Linked DNA regions of Ovis aries: region 2 is linked to region 1. Evidence: chromatin contacts called from public Hi-C data. All regions are on one chromosome and are shown on one strand. Each heading gives the region's core, a stretch centred on a gene start, on an enhancer-like site or on the middle of the called end of the contact. The rest is flanking DNA. Distances are from core to core; before and after follow the strand shown. Region 1 has its middle 15 kb from the start of WNT7B. Region 2 holds the start of MIRLET7B (microRNA let-7b).

Region 1 (7,917 bases), core at 2,756-5,255:
TCGGGGACCAGTGGGGCATAAGGCAGGGCGCTGGGGGGACAGACTGGCGGAGGGCTGATCGGGCAGACCCCTCCCTGGGGGTGCTGGCGAGGGGCTGGGAGGTGGATGGCGGGGGGGCCTGGGGAGGGGGCTCCTCCCCCAGGCGGGGAGACTGAGGCGGGACGACCATTTGGATGCGGGGTCCCCACGGGGCTGCAGGGCTACATGAGTCCCCCGAGGACCTCGAAACGGACACAGCAGAGGCTGGGAGAGCGTGGGGCGTGCAGGGCGCAGTGTGTGCGTCCCGTCGTCCCTGGGGCCGCCGGGGTGTGTCCTCTTCCGGCCGCTGAGGGGGGACGCGCCCGGGGTGGGGGCATCCAGGGACTCTGCTTCAGGTCCCTGGGGCACCCGAGGACAGACTGCCGGTCACCCACCAGGCTTTGCCTTTGAGGAGCCGCCAAACCGGTGTCTACCGTGACGGCCTGGCTGCCCCCGCACCCCGGGCCTCCAGTCGCCTCCTGCGGCCCTCTCTGCTGTTTCATTGCTGCTGTTCTTCAGCCTCCCGGTGAGACGGGCATCTCAGGCTGGTGCCTTTTACGGCTGAATAACACCCGGGGCTCTTCCTCAGGGCTCAGGCGCAGGAGGGAGACCGCTGAAGCCAGGCGACGCCCCCAAGTTCAGGGGCGGCCACGGAGGCAGGGGCTGGGGGACATCAGTTCTTCCGGGAAACTTCGAGGACACACGGCTAGCAGGCCAGCAGAGCAAGTGTGGAGTCCAGCGTGCTCCAGGCGGTGGTGGAGAACACACACACTCTCACATGCACACACACACACACACAGGCACATAGACACACACAGAGATACACACACACACAAGCACACAGAGACACACTCACACATAGGCACACAGACACACACAGACACACAGACACGCACAGACACACACACATAGGCACACAGACACGCACACTCACACACAGCCACACAGACACACGCAGAGACACACACACTCACAGCCTCAGAGACACACACAGAGACACACTCACACAGGCTCAGAGACATACAGAGACACACACACACAGGCACACAGACACACACAGAGATACACACACACACAGGCACACAGAGACACACTCACACACAGGCGCACAGACACACACAGACACACACAGACACACAGACACGCACAGACACACAGACACACACACATAGGCACACAGACACGCACACTCACAGGCACACAGACACACGCAGAGACACACACACAGCCTCAGAGACACACACAGAGACACACTCACACACAGGCTCAGAGACACACACACAGACACACACACACAGGGGCTCAGAGACACACAGAGACACACTCACACACAGGCTCAGAGACACACACACAGACACACACACACACAGAGGCTCAGAGACACACAGAGACACACTCACACACAGGCTCAGAGATACACACACACACACAGGCTCAGAGACACACACAGAGACACACTCACACACAGGCTCAGAGACACACACACAGACACACACACACACAGACACACAGACACACGCAGAGACACACACACACACAGCCTCAGAGACACACACAGAGACACACTCACACACAGGTTCAAAGACACACACAGAGACACACTCACACACAGGCTCAGAGACACACACACACACAGGCTCAGAGACACACAGAGACACACACACAGGCTCAGAGACACACAGAGACACACTCACACACAGGCTCAGAGACACACACTCTCACATGCACACTCACACAGAGGCTCAGAGACACAGACACACACTCACGCACAGACACACAGACACACACACACAGGCACACAGACACACGCAGAGACACACACACTCACAGCCTCAGAGACACACGCAGAGACACACACACACAGGCTCAGAGACACACTCTCACATGCACACTCACACACAGGCACAGAGACACACACACAGTGATACACACTCTCACATGCACACAGACACACACACACAGGCACACAGACTCACGCAGAGACACACACAGACACAGGCTCAGAGACACACACAGAGACACATTCACACACAGGCCCACAGACACACATACAGACACTCACACATAGGCACACCGACACAGTCAGAGACACACACACACACACTCACATGCACACAGACACACATTCAGAGACACACACTCTCACATGCACACAGACACACACTCACACAGGCACACACACTCACATACACACAGACACACACAGGCACACAGACACACGCAGAGACACACACACAGAGACACACACACAGGCCCACAGACACACACACAGACACTCACACATAGGCACACCGACACAGTCAGAGACACACACACACTCACATGCACACAGACACACACCCAGAGACACACACTCTCACATGCACACAGACACACTCACACAGGCACACACACTCACATACACACAGACACGCACAGGCACACATTCACACACAGCCAAACATATACACACTCACAGAGACTGACACACACACTTACACAGAGACACACATACACATTCATGTACTCTGACAAACACACACTCACAACGACACACGCAGACAGACACACACACTCATGCACTCACAGACTGACACATGCAGATACACATACGCCCACATGCACTCACAGAGACACATCCTGACACACGCACAGACACACACGCAGACATACAAACCGAAGCACAGATACACCCGCTCACTGTTTGAGGGCTGCGCTGTCCCCACAGACCCCTCAGTCATGTGTCAGCCAACAAGCATCTCTTTTGGGCCTAGTGTGTACCAGGTTTTATGCAAAAGGGTTTGGAGAATGCAGAAGTGAGCAAAAAGTTAACTCCTTCACCTTGAAAATAAAAACCAGAGCCAAGCCTGGCAGGAGCGGTGAGACCCAGCTGGAGCTGCACGAACCACCCTTCCTACCCACCTACCGACGCCCAAGCGCCACAGACTGACAGGGACTCCCTGAGGCCCACGGGGCGAGCACGGGCAGTGAGGAGCGCTGCTGGCCCAGGGCAGGGGCGTTCGAGGCCCTGGGGGGCCTCTCGGCGGAAAGGAGCCCAGGAGGCTGGGGGCCTGGCGAGGGCCGTGCAGCCGGCAGGCCTGGGAAGGAGCTGGTCCTCCGCTGGGGGCGGGGAGGTGGGACGTCCGGCCAGGGAGCAGGGCCCGGGGAAGGGCCACCCTGCTCTTTGGAATTTGGCTCTCAGCTCCTTCCATCCGGTTCAGAGGGGCCAGCCTCCTGGTCCGCAGGCCTGTCTCCAGGGGCAAGCCCTGGGGGTGCAGAGGAAAGGGGTCGTCGGTGACTTTGACCCTGACAGTCACTGGGGTACACAGCCCCCAGCCGCCTGGACCCTCACCCCAGCCTTTGGGCCCCCTTGAGATGGGCACACGGAGGCGGTGCGTGTGCTACTGGAGGCGCCCCGGGGCTGGGGGAGCACGCGAGCTGAGCCTGCAGGGAGGCACTGCCTGGAGGGGGTGGGCAGTGCACGCAGGGGTGGGCAGTGGACGCAGGGGTCGGGGTGCTTGGGGGGAGCTCACCCAGACCCATGGTGACAGCAGGGACCAAGGCCGACAGGTCCAGCTCAGGCCTGAGCTGTGCTGGGGGCTGGGGTGAGGGAAGGGGGGCAGACGGCCCGTGAAACCCCAACAGGAAGGGGAGACGTGGGCCAGGAGTGGGCCCTGCAGCTGCAATCAGGAGGAGGTGGCCTCGAAGGGACCTGGAGGCCAGAGTGGTGGGCAGAGGGCGCGCCAGTGCAAAGGCCTCATGGTTAGGAAGAAACTCAGCATACCCCGAGGGTGAGGACTGAAGTCCCCCCACCCCCAGGAGGGCTCCGGGGCCCCTAGTCATTTTAAGGCTGGAAGAAATCAGTTTGATTCAACTGGAGGAGCCTCCTCTGGGAATCAGATGCCTTGGACCACAGCGCCTGCCGGAGGGTTCACTCCAGGACACGCTGTCTTCTGAGTTCCGGCTTCCTGTGTGGCTGGGTTGGGGGTGGGGGATCTGGCCAGGGGCCACGGCTCCCCAGCCAGCGCATTGTCTGCCCTGAGGCCGGAAGCGGCTCCTGCCCAGGGCAGGCGGGGCCTGGGGGACCTTGACCCAGCTCAGGCTCCGCGTCTGCGCGGACGCCACTGGGCCCTCCCCGCCCCCCGAAAACGCCCAGGGGCCTGGATCGTGGGGCTGGGGGGAGGGTGACCCAACTGGGCCCCCTTCAGGGCCACCCCAAACCTAAAGTGAGGAGGCTGGACAACGCAGGCAGGCCCCCGCCCCCAGCACAGCCTCCCAGGCTGGGCCCCACTCCCTATCCTTCCAACCCCCCAACAACCATCGAGTCACCCAGCTGGGGGGTGCCCAGCCCATTGCTGGCCCTACTGCAGATGGTCACCTCCCAGCCAAGGCGGAGGGGGAGAAGCCAGAGACAAGAAAAGCCAAGACCTAATTTACAAGTGAAATGACTCCGGGGCTGGCCGCAGCCTCCTCCCCAAGGAAAAGAATCCAGCTCTTAGGTTCCCACAGAGGCAGTGCAGCCACAGAGGCTTCAGTTCCGGTCCCCAGAGAACTGGACCTTAGACTGCAGGCCCAGGGCTTGGTGGGCGGGCTGGCACAGAGGTCAAACCTGGGAACCCCGGTGTTCCTTGGACTCCATGGTGCCCAGCCTGGGCAGGGGCTGCAGGGTCCGAGACATCCCCGCCTGAGTCAGCCTCCCCCAGGTCTCAGGACCACGGAGCACTCCCCCCGCCCCCACCTTGAGCATCCCTGAGGAAAGACAGCTGCATCCAGAGGGGAAAACGGAATTCATTTGTTTGGATCTGGTGCTCTGGCTTGAGCAGACCCCCAACTCCAGTATTCTTGCCTGGAGAATTCCAGGAACAGAGAAGCCTGGCGGGCTACGGTCCATAGGGTTGCAAAGAGTTGGACACGACTGAGCGACCTGGTACGCAGCAGCAGAGCATCTTGGTCAACAGGGTAAACTGAGGCAGCTCAGAGTCCCCCTCCAGTAGCATCTGACTCCTGCAGCCTCACCGCCAGCGGTGCCCAGCCTCAGAACCTCTCTGTCTCGACAGGCAGACTCTGGGGTCCCCCTTCCAGCCAGGTGCCCCCGGGGTCACCCATGCCTCCATCCCTGAGCAGCCATGTCATGAAAGTCGCTCAGTCATGTCCGACTCTTTGTGACCTCGTGGACTGTACAGTCCATGGAATTCTCCAGGCCAGAATATTGGAGTAGGGAGCCATTCCCTTCTCCAGGCTATCTTCCCGGCCTAGGGATCGAACCCAGGTCTCCCGGGGCACCTGAAGAGGTGGACCTGCTCTCGTCACCACTGCAAGGCCTCCCGCCCCACCTTCCACAGAGCTGGCGCCAGCACGGGGCTCCGCTCACTGTGCTCCCAGGGCGGGGGACCCTGGGCAGCCCCGCCCTGTCCTGAGGGTCTGGGCACCCCCACAGTTCCCAAGCCCCCCGGAGGCCTGCAACTGTGCAGGTCAGGGTCACCAACGGATCATCTCCCCAGAGCCATTGTTTGGGGCCTGAACTCATGCTGGCTGGGGCGCTGGCTTCTAGAAGCTTCTTTTGTTGTTTTTCTTCCAGAATTATTGTCTCAGCCATACTTTTCAAAGTCTATTTTAACGTCAGAAATCTGGCCAGAATCCGTTATCCTTTCCCCAAGTCATCACCATTCTCTCTGCTGCTGCCCGGCGGGGTTGGGGGGTTTTGGTGCTAATCTTGGGGAGAAAGACCCACTCCCCCCAACACCAGGCAAGGGGTGCCAGGGGTCAGAGGGGTCCTCAGGCTCGACTGAATGATCAAGTCAGAACTGTGCCCTGAGTGAGTGTCTGAGAGCCCGGCACACCCTCGTCTCTGAAGCTTCCGTGTGCCCCCCGGGCCTCCTGCCTGCTCCCTCCTCCCCAGCACAGGGGAGTCCTGCCTCCGCTGACCCAGGCCCCGGTGCCCCAGGGCCAGCTTCGAAGGACCTTCTCAGCTCCTTGGCATTAGAAGGGCCATGGACCCACCTGTCCTGACCGCTCCTCACAGCCTCCTGCCGCCTGCTTCCTCCCACACCCCGTTCTCCCGATCAACACTATTGAGCTTCAGGTCTCACCTGTGAGGTCCCCTCCTCCAGGCAGCCTCCCCTGATGCCTCGCGCCCCCCCAGGCTCTCACAGTCCCGGGACCTGCTCCATCACCTTGCCTCCTGGTGAGCCTGAGTTCCTCGGGACAGAGGCCTGGGGTGCCACAGCGCTGGGGCACTCCTGCTGTGAGCTTGCTGCCTCCACTACTCAGAAGCCTGAGGGCCAGATGAGACAAGGGTCACAGCGGGAGGAGAGCGCGCCCCTGGTGGCTTCAGTGGTGAAGAATCCACTGGTCCGATCCCTGGCCTGGGAGGATCCCACATGCCTCGGAGCAGCTAAGCCTGGGCACCGCAATTATTGAGTCTGTGCTCTAGAGCCCGGGAGCCGCACCTTCTGAGCCCACGTGTTGCAACTGCTGAAGTCTGCACCTACAGCCCGTGCTCCGCAGCGAGAGAGGCCACCGCAGCAGGATCTCAAGCCACTAGAGGGTAGCTCCGGCTCACGGCAACTCGAGGAAAGCCCGCACAGCAACGAAGACCCCGCACGGTGGAAAATCAGTAAATAAAACTATGCAAACCAGGAGGAGGAACAGAGGAGACACTGGCAGCTGCTACCTGTGCCGGGCCCACAGTCCTCCCGTCCTGCAGCCTCGCTGGACGCCTGACCCCCAGGAAGCAGGCGTGCTGGTGGAGGGCAGCCTGGACCTGGTGGGAGGTGGGGAGAAGGGGTCTGAGCCCGAGCCGAGGGTGTGAACATCCCAGGCCTGGCAGGCGTGCTCCCTGAGGGCAGGAGTCCGTGTCATCCACGGGTGGGGGGGCCTCTGCAGGGCTGTGGGGACCAAGGAGCCTGAAGGGAGGACTCAGGGGTCCGTCGCTCAGAAAGGATTTGGTCGTGCGACCAAGAAGCCACGGGGCATGGTATGACAAGCAGAGGCAAAAGATGAAGGGAAAGAGACTTCCCTGGTGGCTGGGTGGTTAAGAATCCACCTTCCAAAGCAGAGGACATGGGTTCGATCCCTGGTCCAGGAGCCACGATCCCGCTTGCCGGGGAGCAGCTAAGCCCGTCTGCCGCAACTGGAGTTATTGTTCAGTCGCTCAGTCGTGCCCAACTCTCTGCGACTCCGTGGACTGCAGCACGCCCGGCCTCCCCGACCGTCACTCCCGGAGCTCACTCAAACTCATGTCCATCGAGCCAGTGATGCCACCCCGCCATCTCATCCTCTGTCGTCCCCTTCTCCTCCTGCCTTCAATCTTTCCCAGCATCAGGGTCTTTTCAGATGAGTTAGTTCTTCACATCAGGTGGCCAAAGTATTGGAGTTTCAGCTTCAGCATCAGTCCTTCCAATGAATATTCAGGACTGATTTCCTTTAGGATGGACTGGTTGGATCTCCTTGTAGTCCAAGGGGCTCTCAAGAGTCTTCTCCAGCACCACAGTTTAAAGCCATCAATTCTTTGGCACTCAGCCTTTTTTATTGTCCAGCTCTCATATCCATCCATGACCACTAGAAAAACCATAGCTTTGACTAGATGGACATTTGTTGGCAAAGTAATGTCTCTGCTTTTATTTATTTATTTATTTTTATTTTTTTATAATTTTAAAATCTTTAATTCTTACATGCATTCCCAAACATGAACCCCCCTCCCACCTCCCTCCCCATAACATCTCTCTGGGTCATCCTCATGCACCAGCCCCAAGCATGCTGTATCCTGCGTCAGACATAGACTGGCGATTCAATTCTTGATGTCTCTGCTTTTAATACACTGTCTAGGTTTGTCGTTACTTCCCTTCCAAGGAGTAAGCGTCTTTTAATTTCATGGCTGCAGTCACCATCCACCATGATTTTGGAGCCCGAGAAAATAAA
Region 2 (7,917 bases), core at 3,318-5,817, 110 kb after region 1:
CTCTCACCGCCGCCGCCTCCAGGAAGCGCCTCCGGGAGCCGCCGCGTCCGCCCAGCCCAGGCGCCGAGACTGACGGCCCTTTGGGGTGAGGTAGTAGGTTGTATAGTTTGGGGCTCTGCCCTGCTATGGGTTAACTATACAATCTACTGTCTTTCCTGAAGTGGCTGTAATACCGACAGCGGCCAGCACCCAGGACCCTGGCTTGGGGCGGGCAGATGGGGGAGGGGTGCGGCCTCTGCAGGGTGGGGCGGTGCTGTGTGACCTGGGGCAGGTCCCTGGACCTCTCTGAGCTTCAGTTTCCTTATCTGTGAAACGGGGCAGGTGAGGGTTGAGGGCAGTACCGTGTGAGGTGTCCAAGGAGGGCTGCACTCAGCCGGCCCTTCCCTCCCCTCACACCGTCTGTGCCGCCTGCCCCTTGCCCTGTCCCCTCAATGGGGCTCGTGGGCAGCCCCCAGTCCGGGCTGCGGCTGGCCCTGGATGCCAGGAGGAGCAGCCCCAGGGCCAGCTGAGACTCGGCTGGGGTGGGGCAGCCCACGGGGCCAGCTACCATCCGCCCGTTTCTCCAGTGGCCAGACTGCCCAGCTCAGCGCCAGGCCTCTGGTTGGCGGAGGGAGGGGGGCCGGGGCTCCCCTGTCGCGGGCAGGAAGCGAGAGGCACGTTCTCCAGCCCATGGCGGCCCCACGGGGCCTGTGCCCACTCCCTGCACCGGCAGGTGGGCTGGACGCTGCGGGGGAGCCGTGGCGCCGTCAGCGTGGTCCTCCTGCCCGGTGCCCGCTCGGCCCTCCAGGGCTCTGGGGGCCGCGGGCTGGGCAGGTGGCGGGACGGCGGACCCTCCCACACCCGGGTGCCGGCGGGGTGAGGTAGTAGGTTGTGTGGTTTCAGGGTAGTGATGTTGCCCCCTCGGAAGATAACTATACAACCTACTGCCTTCCTTGAGGGGCCCAGTGACGTCCACGGAGGGTCCGCCCCCGCGTGCAGCAGGCGACTGGGTGGCCAGGCAGGCAGGCGGGAGGCTGTGGCGTGCACACCTGGAGCTCAATAAAGCTGTTCATCGTGGAACTGGAGTCGGCCCTGTTCGTTCTGGGAGCCCGGGGGCTGGGCGCTGGAGGGCATGCATGTTGGTGTTGCAGGCGTGGGTCTGGCTTGAGTGGGGGGCCACCTCCAGGCTGCTGGGGGCTCAGCACACCCTCGTCTGCCATCCCGGCCGCCTTCAGGCCCTCCTGGTGGGTGCAGTCCTGGACCCCAGCCCCCACCCATCTCACACCCCATTTGAGCACAAGCTGTGGGACCTGGGCTCCAGAGGCGTCCCTGGGCCCCCAGGTTGGTGGAGGCCCCCACAGGCCCCCCTGCAGGTGGTGTGGATCCCAGTCAGCCACTCAGAGCACAGTCCAGGGCCCTGCCCCTGATGCCACCTCAGACCCAGTGCCTGACTGGAGTCCGGAAGTCCCCAGCGCCCTCAGGACGGTTTCCCGAGTAGCCCTTAACGTCGGGGGTTCATCTCCGGTCTGACTGCCTTCCCAGTGTCCACCCAGTTTCTGCTGGGGTCTCAGGCTCTCTGCCAGTGGCTGCTGCAGGCCTGTCCCCATGCCACCAGCCCAGGTGTTGAAGAGACCCGTCGCCTTGACTCAGAGTACCCTTGGGGAGGGGCTGCCATGCCTGGGTCCACTGCCCACCCCTGCACCCACGGCTGGAGCAGCACCCCCGTCACCCCACGACGCCTTGCGGGCTGGCTCCTGTCTGTGGCACAGGAAGTGCAGACGACAGCTCAGGGGCCCCCAGCTGCAGGACAGACAAGGCTCAGGCTGATCCTGGGCAGGGTCTGGGACAGGGACCCTGTGACAAGGCCAGAGGAGGCTCCTGATGCCGCCAGGGTCCCGGAGCGGGGAGAGGTGGGCTGAGCCTGGCGTGCCCTCAGCCTGAGTGCAGCAGCCTGGGGCTGTGGAGGGACCCCCTGCCCTCCTGCAGCCATGATGACAGCCCCAGTCTGCGATCTCAGCCCCAGTCCCTCGCCCATCCTGAGCCTCCTGCCTGGGTCCTGCAGGGCCCCAGCCCTGCGTGGCCACACCTGTGAGGCCAGCACCCCGACACCTGTCTGTGGCCTGGCTGCCCTTGCAGAGCTGCGGTTGCACTGTGGGTCAGGGTGGGAACCCAGAGCAGGGACCCCCAAGGGGCAGGGAGGGCTTTCTAAACCAGGGGCCATATGAGCTGGGTCTTGACACCTGTGTAGGAGTTTGCAGCTTGCTGGCTGTGTGGGTCATCGAGGAGAGGCACTGCCCACCTCCTCTTCATCACCCTGGGTCGGTCAGCAGCAGAATCCGGCTGCTTGTGCTCCCTGGACACCCTGTGTGTCCCTCCTGTCTCTCCATCCCCACTCCTACGGCAAGATTTAAGAGCTGCTCGGAGCAGCCGCTCTGCCCTTCTGGGCACTGGGCTCCCACCTGGACTCGTCCCCGCCCCTCCTGCCTGCCGTGGTGCTGAGTGCACAGCCCCTCTCTGAATGTCTGCAGCTCAGCACCACCTTTGGCCACGGGAGCCCATGTCTGTCTCAGCTGACCGTGACTGTGGATACCCTCCTGGCACTCTTGCTGTGTCTGGCCCTGCAGTCATGGAGCATCATCATCAGAGCTCATGGCCTGGTAGGGAGCAGACCAGACACACAACAGCCACCTGTTGTGGTCAGCACCATGATGACGGCAGCCCAGGGGCTAGGAAAGCCCCGAAGAGCCCTGGGCCCTGCATTGCAATCGGGGATGGCTTCCTGGAGGAGGTGACACCTGGTTCACCCTGCAACGTTCTCTACCTTCCAGGCAACCGACTTCCAGCCTCTCCTCTGTCACCAACTGGCTGACCCCAGAGACCAACAGGGCCTCAAATGTGTGCCCAAGGGGCACGGGGGAGGGTGGTACCTACCACCTGCTGCTGCTGCTAAGTCGCTTCAGTCATGTCCGACTCTGTGCGACCCCATAGATGGCAGCCCACCAGGCTCCCCTGTCCCTGGGATTCTCCAGGCAAGAACACTGGAGTGGGTTCCCATTGCCTTCTCCAATGCATGAAAGTGAAAGTGAAGTCGCTCAGTCGTGTCCGACTCTTCGTGACCCCATGGGCTGCAGCCTACCAGCCTCCTCCGTCCATGGGAGGTTCCAGGCAAGAGTACTGGAGTGGGGTGCCATTGCCTTCTCTGACCACCTAGTCACCAGTAATGTGCAGAAGCAGTTGAATCCCAAAACAAACTGGATGAAGTCAGGGTGGGCAAAGCAGCTACTTTGGGAGGTTCTGGGAGGTGGCAAAACGGGCCAGGCTTCAGGAGCAGAGGTCTGGGCAGTTGCTCTGCTCACCAAGCCTCAGTTTCCCCACCCCCCTTCGTAGGGGCTGTTTGATGGATGGAAGGAGCTAGCAGTTGAGACTGCTCAGCGGGGGTAGTGGAGCCAGGTCAGGGAGTGAGGGCCCTGGTCCGAAGCTGGGCGCCTGCTGCCACCTGCTGCCTAACCAGGGAGTGGCTCCTGGCCCATCGTGGGCCCTGGGTCTGGCCAGCAGGTGAGCAGGGTGGAGAGCAGGCTGGGGCCCCCAGACTGTCAGCCCCCTGCCCCCCAGGGGAGACCAGGACCATGCTCAGAGATGTGGGTGAGTGCTGGGGGAGAGCAGAAGACCGCAACCCTGGAGGTGATCCCCTGTCCCCAAGTGTGCAGAAGCCAGGCCTCCCTTGGACCTCTCTGCCTGCTGCGATAGGCCGAGTGCAGCTGTGTCCCGCCGGGGAGAGGTCTGCGCATTCCTGCCCTTCCTGGGAGGCGACTCACCAGGGGACTTGAGGGGCTTCTGGGGTGTCCAAGGTGGGGGGCCTTTGAGAAACCATGGGCCTTAAGGTTCACAGGGGCCGCCGCTGACCTTGGACCCTGAGAGAGATGATGGCAGAGCCAGCCCAGCGTTTAGACCCTACAGACCAGGACTGAGCGAGGGCCCACCTGGCCACGTGGGCATGGAGTGACCAGGCCGCCCCCCAGGGCTGAGGTGACTCAGGTGAGCTGACAAGGGTCCAGCGTCTCAGGGGACACTCAGGGCCACAGGGCTAGTCTGTCCATCGGCAGGGCAGGCACAGCACCAAGGCCCACATACTGTTCGTGACAACAGAAAGTCTCACTTTAACTCCGTTTAAAGTTTGAAGGAAAAAGGAATACAATGATACTGACTATATATTACACGTAATATACGATATATGTTGTGACTGTATAATAATACGTACGATTCAACACATGGCATCCATAGCAATGAAACCACCTTGGAGTACATGCGTCTATGCCGCCAGGTCCTAAGACGTGTTTTGTAATCATGTTTAAGGAGGAAGCACCACCCCCCCACCGACCCCCACCCTCCCAGCCAGCCTGGGCTCTGCCTGCGAGCGTGGCCTCCGCCCCGAGAGGCTGAGCACCTCCTTCAGCTCCTTGGCCCGGCCCCCTCCCTGCCCCTGGGCCCAGCCCTGCTCTCACCCACCTCCGTGCCCCCTTCCCCGGCTGGCCAGAGGGCGGGCCTGGCTGGGCCCTGAGGGGCGGCCCCTGCCATCGCACTGAGCGTCCCCGACAGCGACACCGTGTGGCGGGAGAAGGCCATAGCGGCCAGCCAGGGCCCTCCACCGCGGCGGCCGTGGAAGGGGCTGACCCCACCCGGGGCCAGAAGCCTGGGGTTCAAGGTCAGCCCAGGGGGGAGGGCCCCAGGAGAGCTTCCTGTGGACGAATGACTGGGCAGCATTCACTGCCCCACCCCTTGCCACTCCCCCACGCCCCAGGCAGGGTGGCCCCCTGCATGGCCCCAGGTGACCCAGCTGGCAGTGTCCTGCCCCCCATCGGTGCCCCCTCCTCACCCGCAGCACCCCAGTGAGGGGTAGGGCTGCCTGCTACATCTGCCACCTGTCTCCAGGCACTGCCTGCGGGCCTGAGGCCACACTTAATGCAGGAAGGGAGGCAGTCCCTGTGCCTAGGAGGATGGAGACCCCACGATGGGGGCGGCCCCGGCAGAGGGGCCTGACGTGGAGGCCGCAGACGCCAGGCTGAGAGGGGAGGGCAGGGTCTGGCTCTTGCTGTAGGACCAGGGTGGCCTGGAGAGACTTCACACCCATCCGTGTCATTTAGCAGAGATGGGTTTCTGCCGTGTTGTACCTTCCGGATCAGGCAGGGTCTGAGGGTCCAGGGTGGGCTTTCGGGGGGCTGGGGGCCTAGGGGAGTCCCCGCGTCAGTTGGGTAAGGGGCTGAGCTCAGCTAGTCTCTCTAGAAGAGGAGAGGTTGGCACCAGCTACAGTTACATGTTAGAGCCTGGACATCTGGAGGTCTGAGATGGGCCAGGAGGAGAGGGCCTTCAGGTCTGGTCTGCTCAAGGGCCTCCAATCCCACCACAGTCTCAGCGGTTCTTGAACCCAAGGCTGCCTTCTACCTGGCTTCCTGCTTGGTGGCCCAAGTTCATCTGCCCTGACAGCACCAAGTGCCTCTGGCCTCAAGGACCCAGGACCTCTTAGGTTGTCTGCTGCAAAGACAGCCCCAGCTCCTGCGCATCTCCGTGGCGACCAGGTCTCCATGGCAGGGGTCACTCTCCCAGGGAAGGGAGTGGAAGGCTCCAGCCACTGGTGTAAATACTCCCGAGTCAGCCCCCACTGGGAACACCATGTGCCGGGGCAATGTCTCTGGTCCTTAGGCAGGGGGCTGCAGTCCTGAGCCCATGTCATGGGTGTGGACACTGATGCTGAGAGAAACTCAGTGACCGTCCCCAGGCCACACAGGAGGCCAGGACAGAGCTGGAGTCGCAACCAGGCCTGTGCACCCCAGGGGGGCCTGCAGCTGTCCTGCCCCCCGGGGTGTCCTTCTGCCCTTGGTGAGGGGATGGGGCTGCAGAGAAGGGGCGGCTGGAGTTCTGGACTCCCTTCCCTGTGGCCAGGGAAGCAGACCTGGCCCAGGGCCCGCCCAAGGTCCTCTGCCATCTGCCTCACACACACAGGTCCACTTTAACAAGAGCAAAGTGGCCGCCTACACACCGGACACCTGGCCCCTCAGAAGGAAGTGACGCCCTCTCCCTGCGGGCTTGACCCGGGGTTAAAGGTGGTGGGGCCTGTTCCTGGTGGGCCTGGACCCCAGCGCTCTGCCTTCTTCCCAAATCCTGGGTGTCAATTCCACAGCCAAGCCCCAGGCGGGCAGGGCAGCGCAGCGTGGTGAGCAAGGCGTGCTGACCACTGAGGTCTCTGGGGAGCCAACACAAAGGGTAGCCCATCCTGGAGAGGACTTTGCCCCCTCCTTGACCCCCCTCCTTCCCCTCCTCCCCTCCCTGCCCCCACATCATGGGGCCTCCCCCAGCACTCCCTCTCCCACACCTCTCCTGGGGCAGCGGAGAAGTCCACGGCCCCAGCTCGTGTGGACGTTTCATTCCCCACGCACCGCAGGGAGGCCCGAGCAGCTGGCCTGTGGCCTGAAGGCATCGGGGCCCAGGTGGCAGCTGGTGGAGAGAGGTGAAGGCCTGGGGGGGGACAGAGAGGCAGGATGAGGGGACTGAGGACAGGGAGGAAAGGGGTGCGTGAAGGCATCTCTATGGGGGGGTTCAGGGTATGGGGCTGGGGGAGTTCAGGGTGTGGGGCTGGGGGGTGGAGGACAGGCGCCCCCTGAAGGGCAGGCGTGGAGGAGGAAGAATGGTGGAGGAGCCAGTCTAGGGGGTGGGGGTCCTTGCAGGAGGAAGAGGCACCCAAAGGAGGCTTCCCCGCAGGTCGGGGCAGGCACAGCCCCCCGGAGTGTGGAGGCAGGTGGGGGCAGGATCGTTCCAGGAGTGAGGAAGTCTGTTGGGGGTTACCAGTGGCCCAGGGACCCAGCACCTGAGGGTCCAGGCTGATGGCCCACCACCCAGTGTTTGGGACTGAGGCTGGGGCAGAGGCCCGCAGGAGCCCTGGTGGGACTGGGTATGGGGGAGGCACCCTCCCGGGGTCTGTGGTCACCCGCAGATGGAGGTACCCCAGGGGCAGGCAGTGCCTGGCACCAAGGAGCCAGCCAGCCCTCTGCCAGCCCTCTGGCCCATAGGCATTCAGCCCAGCAGCCCATGCTGCCAGGGAGGGGGCCCAGGGTGTGGCAGAAGGAACACAGGTTCAGGAGACCACCCCGCAGAGGGGCCGAGCCCTCACCGTCTCAGCCACACCCCAGCTGTGTGACCCAGGCCCTCTCTGAAGCCATCTCCTCACCCAAACTGACGACAAGCAGAGCGGCCCTTGCAGGTACTGGGGGGTCCCTGGGCCACAAACACCGGCCAGGTGGGCGGAGCAGGCAGACCCCGCGAGATGAGGCGGTGAGTGTCCAGCGCTGCTCGGGGCATGGGGCGCCCCACAGCCTCCCTCCCCCAGACACCCCAGGCCTTCCCCGGCACCCACCCGGGCCAACAGCGCCCACACTCGCCCCCGTGTCTCCGTTTTCTCTCCCCACTACTCATTTTTCTTGTCTCCACTGAGCTGTCAAAGCAAATCGGGGCTTCCCCGCGGTGGACCAAGAGGTTCGGTGGTCTCGGCCACAAGGCAGTCACGCGGCTTCTCACCAGGTGCCGGGGTTGCTGGGCGGGGCCTGGGGAGGCCAGCTCGCTTCCAATTGGCTGGTCTCGGGAAGGGGTGTGGCCGCGACAGGAGAGGGCGGGGACTGTCATTCACCCCGGAAGCAGCGGTCACTCCCGCAGCTGGGAACTGGGAGGTCCGAACATTTCTGTGGCCTGGACGAGGTCTCCGCTGCTGTCTGTGTCCGGGACCAGCCCGGGGGTGTTGGTGTTCCGTGAAACTGTTCATGTCCATGGGAGGACTGCCAGACCCAGCTGACGTCCCTGGGCCGCTCCCTGAAGCTCTAAGCTCTACCTGCCCCTACCGTGCTCCTTATCTAGCTGCGTGTGGGCCGACCCCCGCCCCACGAGGCTGAGCTC

What was found. A called contact is a pair of places that touch in the nucleus more often than the background predicts.
Region 2: a contact with region 1 is called in a Hi-C map of liver, with 5 times the contacts expected there. The contact joins two enhancer-like sites. A contact is called at or near these places in 12 of 16 Hi-C or Micro-C datasets (blood, hypothalamus, liver and 6 more).

What each region holds. Positions count from the first base shown.
Region 1 is chr3:222,209,281-222,217,197 of ARS-UI_Ramb_v3.0, forward strand. No RefSeq gene overlaps it. Among named protein-coding and RNA genes, the nearest start is that of WNT7B, 15 kb to the left of the region's middle. Within about 2 kb of position 4,006, at least 35 of the 54 cell types and tissues checked have an H3K27ac peak or open chromatin away from gene starts, as enhancers often do. A contact at or near this core is called in liver, where this site is marked.
Region 2 is chr3:222,321,209-222,329,125 of ARS-UI_Ramb_v3.0, forward strand. LOC121819243 reads left to right here. Exons shown (of 5, transcript XM_042247879.2): 5 at 1-1,059. It overlaps MIRLET7B (microRNA let-7b), which reads left to right and starts at 852; the gene lies at 852-935. Within about 2 kb of position 4,568, at least 9 of the 54 cell types and tissues checked have an H3K27ac peak or open chromatin away from gene starts, as enhancers often do. A contact at or near this core is called in liver, where this site is marked.